Linked DNA regions of Danio rerio: region 2 is linked to region 1. The links are chromatin contacts, called in public HiCAR-type maps. All regions are on one chromosome and are shown on one strand. Each heading gives the region's core, a stretch centred on a gene start, on an enhancer-like site or on the middle of the called end of the contact. The rest is flanking DNA. Distances are from core to core; before and after follow the strand shown.

Region 1 (3,152 bases), core at 515-3,014:
TAGTGGCTTAGGAATCATCTGATTGGTGAATCATAAATTGAATAATAAGGGGCCAATCTGCAAGCAATAGTAAGCACATGATCCTCTCAAAATTGGTTTATAAATAAACTTTACTAAATACACACATGCATGGATATATTTGAGAACATTTTATATATGGTATATTTATACAACAGTTCTGTCTGGTTATTGAATCTTATTGGCTGAAAGCCGTGCAATAATCTACAAATAACAGCGCTCGTACCACCTCTTCACCCTTCAGCCTTGTGTATTACTCCGCCCACATACAGTGACAAGCAGAGGACACTCTGCAGTTTGAGAAATATTGCTGTTGTTGGACAACATAGTGTACTTTTTAGGCTTTTTTAGGTGACAATGTAGTTGTTTAGATTGCAGCTATGCAGTGTATTTATAAGGATAGTGCCTTAAAATTTTATTTTAAAATATTTATAATTTCAGAGCATCGTATTTAGTGCATCGGCCGCCATCTAAACAGACCAAAGAAAGTGAAGGTTGACGTACCGCCACAAGATGGCGACAGAGACCTCATAAAAAATCCTTTGAGGGAGCAAAACAACAATTTCTCTGAAAGTTTCAAACTATAGCTGAACAAATCATTATGAATCTGGTAAGTAACATTCTGAGTCGATCTCTTTTGTATTTTGTAGTGCTGTATTTATACCAAATAAACTGGTAGTGTTTTCTTTGCTCTGGGTTTTTCGGGGTTAATTATTTTGAAATCCTAATTGCAGCAAATACTGGGAAATCTCTGTAGATTTATGGCTTTTCATGTCGTTCAGCCTTATAATCTTAAAATATGAGCAAAAATGACCTGTTTTGTCATGACGTTGGCGAAGTAGCAACAGTTTCTGCTGTTCTGACGTCAGCTGCAGATGTGAATGAATGACGGAGAAAAATAATTCCTCGTACAAAAAGATTTTTGAGACTTATTTTTTAGTTTCATTTTCTTTTTTATACACACTAATATGACGTCGAACTGTGAAAGGCAATATCACACTCATAGCAGTGCATTGTGGCTGTATATATACAAATTATAAATAAATTTAAATATCTATGCAAAAAAAATGTTAGTTTTTTTTTTTTACATAAAATATATTGACAGTATATAATACAAACACATTTATAATGTCAAAAGAATATTTAATTTTGGATGCATCAAATCATGATGAATCTTTTCCCAGCACTAATATATAGAAGGTGTTGAAAACTGGAAATCAGTATCATCTTATTATCATGACATCTTTTTTCCCTTGTATGTATTTCAAAATATATTATGTGTGTGTGCCAGTTTCCAAGATTCTTCAAAATATCTTCTTTTGTGTTCTGCCAAAAATAAAAATAAATAAATAACATAAAGGTTTGGAAGCACTTGAGGGTTAGTTAAAGGTCAATAAATGTAATTTTTTTGAGGGGGTGAACTATCAGAGCATATAAATCAGAGCATATACAAATATTTTACATCTGAAAATGCTTTAATATTGGCTTTTGATTTATTTTTCCCCTATCTCACCTTACACACACATGCGCTCACATGCTAAGCTTTTTATGCAGCAGAATGGGAGGAGATTTCTTTGAAGCCTTCCAGCTTGCGTGTCTGGCTGTCATGGTAACATTCAGTGACCTTGTCCAATTCCTTCTGTCAGTGTGCACATTTGGGAGATGGGGGAAGCCTAATCAGGGTGTATATGGGCGAGCGCATGGCTCAGAGACGGCCTAGTCTGTCTGATGCCTGGTGACACTAGATAAAGCCCCGAGGAACATTTAGACACATGACAGCACACATACACACACACACACACAAACACACATGCATAAGTGAGTACAGGGTGGATACTAGAAATAGCACTCGATTTGACAGTAAGGCTGAATTATACAGATGATTATTTTAGTATGTTTATGTGCTTTTTATCTTTCTTTAAAAACATTAAGAACATACATATATGTGCTCAAGGGTGTTTTGTGAAAATATGTCTACATATTATGCCTAAAGAAATGCCTAGAGCCTTATTTTACCAATGCAAAACAGGTAGATTCAAAATTGTGCTGCTGATGCAATATCTGTCTGAATTGCATGCTGCCTGCAATTTGCACAGTAAAAATACAATGTGTGAATAATGAGATTCTTTTATAATGTTTTTTTAATATGTTTTTTTTTGTAACAAAAATAATTTTGACATTGTTTTTGAAAGATTTTTTTCAGTGCTTTTTAGTTTTTTTTTTAGGATTCTGAAAGTTTTAAATCAGAGATGCCCAAAGTTGGCCAATGGTAACCTTTAATTTGACCCACCACAGTTGGAGTGAATGAGTTTAACAGAGATCGCCATTTATAGTTTAACGTAACCTTTTTGTTTGTTTGTGTAATTGTTGAGCTACAAAAAATGCCAACTGAAATGAAATATTTCGATTGAATGAAAGCCGAAGGAAAATGAAGGAATTAGGGATGCTCATTTCGGTTAATTTTGCTAACCGACAACCACCGCTCATTAATCGGTTAACTAGTCAGATTACTATTAATTTTATATTAAACAAATTGACGTGACTATTTTGTGTCCGACAAATTAAATATTGTATTTTAAAATACTGATTTATTTTTATATGCTAGCATATTAATAACAGAACACAACAACAGAGCATTTTCACGCGCTTGCAGTGTTTAGCACAGAAGAAGAGAATAAACTAAATAAAATAAATAGGACTGCCCTAAATTATTTTCACTTAAATAATTATTTTATATTACAAAACGAAAACACTGACTGATTATTTTTAATAACTGGCATAGGCTGTTTTTTTTCCAATCATATGTTTTTTTTTCTTCCGTCAAAAAAAAAAAAAGCAGACTTCCTCAAATTGCCAGCTCTACGGAAAATATGCATTTATTTAATGCCCCGCTGTTATTATTATAATCACAAAACCTTTTTACATTTTTAATAGAAATCATTATTTTAAAGAATATGTCCTGATGTATGGTTTCCTTTCTCTCCCTCGCGGTTCAAGTGCGCGCTGCGTGTTGAAAAGACAACAACGTGCGCATGTGTTGACTTTTTGTTAACAGTTTTGTTGTTTAAATATGATATTGCATTAATGTGCATACATGCTTTATAAGCTGTAAAATAAAAGGTAAAGCCTATTTG
Region 2 (3,337 bases), core at 461-2,960, 130 kb after region 1:
CTGAATGTAATAGGCTCAAAGTTCAATGCAAAGGGAAACATTGGCTTTTACAGAGATAGCTTAACAAAGCCTACAGCGAACGAAGTTTGGGGACTACAAGAATGTACATCCGGGTTAATGAAATTATAAACCCTTCAGATTATGCACATTCACCCTGCGCAGCAAAGGGGTGTGGTCAGAGGCGCTGTAATGTTATAGCTATTTCCACAATGTTTCTACTGTTTTAGGCTTCCAAAGGACATGACACAAAGAGAAAAGTGCGTAACTTTAATTATGTTCCAAACATTCGAAAAATATCTGTAGCAAGCATTTGACAAAGAACAGCTTCCAGAATCTCTCCCAGTTCAGTGCTGGATTTGGCTGAAAACTTATCAAAAGATCAGCTCCCACAAGCAACAATTTAGCTACAAATTCGTATTTAAACGCTGTAAACACCCACATTCTGTCGCTCTATGCAGTGCTTTCCCTGCATTCTACATCTCAAATAACAAACTCACAAAAGATGTGTGAACATTTCATAGTACTTACACATGCTTGTTCACAGACTGTTCACACAAACATACACAAAATGGCAATTCTCTCTTAAAGGAGCCACACTCTATTTTCACTCGTTACAGACAGTTGTTAGATTTTATTTTAGAGAGTATAGGCATGAGGTTCATCCTTTTCATTTTCTATCTGATTAGGACAGCTACTCTAACTGACACTATTTACACAGCAGAGGAGGCATGTGGAGGCATGACGCTTTACTGGTGACATGAAGCCGATCCGTGTATCACATTATGTTAGCTGACCAATCAGAGCCTCTTCAGTGTGGCCCTTTCAGAGGAACTAGGAAATATGACATGTCATTTTCATGTTAGCTGAGTAATAGTAAGATATATGAAAAAATAACATGATTTTCTGCAAGTGAAGCATGAGCACACCTTGCTTTGCATCTTATAAACACAACAAAGGCTTAAAAATACACTGTGGACCAAACCTTTAAAAATTAATTAGTTTAAAAGTTTTGGAAACTAAATGAATTTCTAAATTTGTACTTTCTTCATATTATTACACTTAAACATTTTTCCTATTGTCATTTATATTTACAAATTTACCTTCATTGACAATTCAGAAAGATGAGTACAAACAATACAGTATGCTTTAAGTAGTGTTCTATGCTTTAAGTAGGAAAAATGCAATTTTTTAAATAAGCATATTTTTTAGAATCCTTTTAATGAAAAAATTACATTATGCATTTTATACATTTTTATTAATTATTATACATTTACTGTCACTTAATGCATCTTTGAATAACAAATACCATATCATGAGTAGTCATAACCATTCTGTGCATGTTTGTTTATACTCTGTTTAATAGTGCTAGAAATAGTTTAATTTCTGCTTTTTTACCCATAGTTAATGCAGCGCATCTTTAGAAATTCATGGTTGAGTACAATTCTACAATTTGATTTTTAGAAATATTTCATATGGTTTCCGGACCTGACAGGTTTCTGGTGTACTCAGCTGCTGTACGCGCACTTACCAAGAATTACCCATCTCAGAATCTGACCTGTCATAACACCGCATGCCACCCTTGCAGACTTCATGGCGGTCTGGAGAAATATCTCCATATCTGTGAGTGACAGTGCCATGTCCCCTTACTGTGAGTGTAGTGGAGCGTGACCCCCACGCGGAGGGCCCCCTCTGCCTGTGTTGGCCCTCCCCGCAGCAGGGGTCCCATTATTGGACTCAGCCAGCCGGGTGTCAGCCGTCCCTTCTTAATTCACAGCGACGGTGCATTCACTCGCACATCGCATGGATACACAGATCCAGCTGAGGTGAGGCCGCAGAGACCAAACATTCAAACAAATATGCAGATACGTGCAATCAAACTCTGGGGCCCAGTTTTCCCTGGTATCAAGATGCATTTTCTTAATACAGTCTATAAGTGGACTATGTTAAATTCAAGTTTATGAAACAGATCATTTCAATCCCTGATTCTGATTGGTCGAGACACGTTTGAAGCTGTTCTAAATTACTCTGCAAACCTGTGACCTCATTACATCAGTACAAAAACTATAGACGATTTACCAACCTACGTCACACATGATGTCACACGGGTGCCCGGTTGCAAAAAAAGATCGGCTGCAATAGCAAACATGTGGTGTTGTGCAGTAGGATGCCAAATTCGACGTCTTTGGCTAAAACGGAGCTGAATGAATTGAAGACCTAATTAGAAATGCTCGACTCTAAGTTCACACTATGCTGACTCATACACATTACTCGTTTTTGATTGCATCAATGATTTCAGCATAAACAGTTAAACATGGTTAATTAAGAATAAAAAGTGAAAGTGTAAGTTATTAAGGTAAAGTTGGTTTTATATTCAAACATTCATTCAGTGATAACTTGTGACACTCCCGATATTGTTTACCACAGAACTTTGAATATTCTGTCAGAAATAACCTGCAAGTGAGTCTTGAAAACAACATTAACACTTTATTTGACTGTGAACAATGTTGTACTTTAATAGTCACTGGCTGCTTATATGATTTCGCTATTTAGAGTTTGCAAATAATACTTTTATGAAATTATATTATTTAGGAGAAAGTCTGAACGTGCGATATATAAAACCAACTTTACCTCTATGTGTAAGTTCACATACCCTGCCGTACAAGTGCAGTTCGCTGTCAGAATGCAGTTGTTTTGCGTGTTGATAATTATTTACCCAGGCCTTGTACAGTTCCATCTTTCCATGTCTTTGGCTAGGCAGAACTTCGGTTTTTAGCTCTACATAGTGTTAAATCTGGTAATCATGGAACATTATTTCCTTGCACATGACCACACAGAACAAAACTGTGCGCATCCAAAGACTTGTAGGCCTTTAACTTCCCTCTTGTAAAATCAATTGGAGCTTCAATGAGATTGTATATTTCTGGCTAGATGCTTGGTCATTTCGTCTTATCCAATGTCTATTGGGAGGGTGCAATCGCAAATGGACCTTTCAGATGAACGCCGCTCATTTTAACGTTAATTTTGCCGAATCGATGTGCTTATCACTGGGTGATGAGCTGTTTTTATACACTGAAAGCATTATGTAAATGATATATATATATATATATGTAATATGTAATCAATATATCTTATTTCTAAGACAACAACAAACTCTGTACCGCATCAGATGTCATTCCCTCGCTGTAAATGATAGCTATCCCGTTTTTTTTTTCTGCCACCTCCCTGCGTGCGCATCCTGAATGTTTACAAACATGGTAATTCGTCTATAGAATACACAAGATGGGTCACTTGTATGGTTTTAAATGGGGAATCAGTGTAACAGTCAATATGGCGAATG

Evidence for each region. HiCAR-type assays count read pairs that join an accessible place to other places.
Region 2: a HiCAR-type map of caudal fin shows a contact between it and region 1, with 5 times the contacts expected there. The contact joins two enhancer-like sites. A contact is called at or near these places in 6 of 18 Hi-C or Micro-C datasets (caudal fin, embryo, hematopoietic stem cells and 1 more) and 1 of 4 datasets of contacts at active chromatin or transcription factors (caudal fin).

The regions. Positions count from the first base shown.
Region 1 is chr11:26,187,602-26,190,753 of GRCz12tu, forward strand. It overlaps a transcript of pnp4a not described here. Among named protein-coding and RNA genes, the nearest start is that of sox12, 54 kb to the right of the region's middle. Within about 2 kb of position 1,765, at least 17 of the 62 cell types and tissues checked have an H3K27ac peak or open chromatin away from gene starts, as enhancers often do.
Region 2 is chr11:26,321,026-26,324,362 of GRCz12tu, forward strand. It overlaps a transcript of pnp4a not described here. Among named protein-coding and RNA genes, the nearest start is that of pnp4a, 18 kb to the right of the region's middle. Within about 2 kb of position 1,711, at least 6 of the 62 cell types and tissues checked have an H3K27ac peak or open chromatin away from gene starts, as enhancers often do.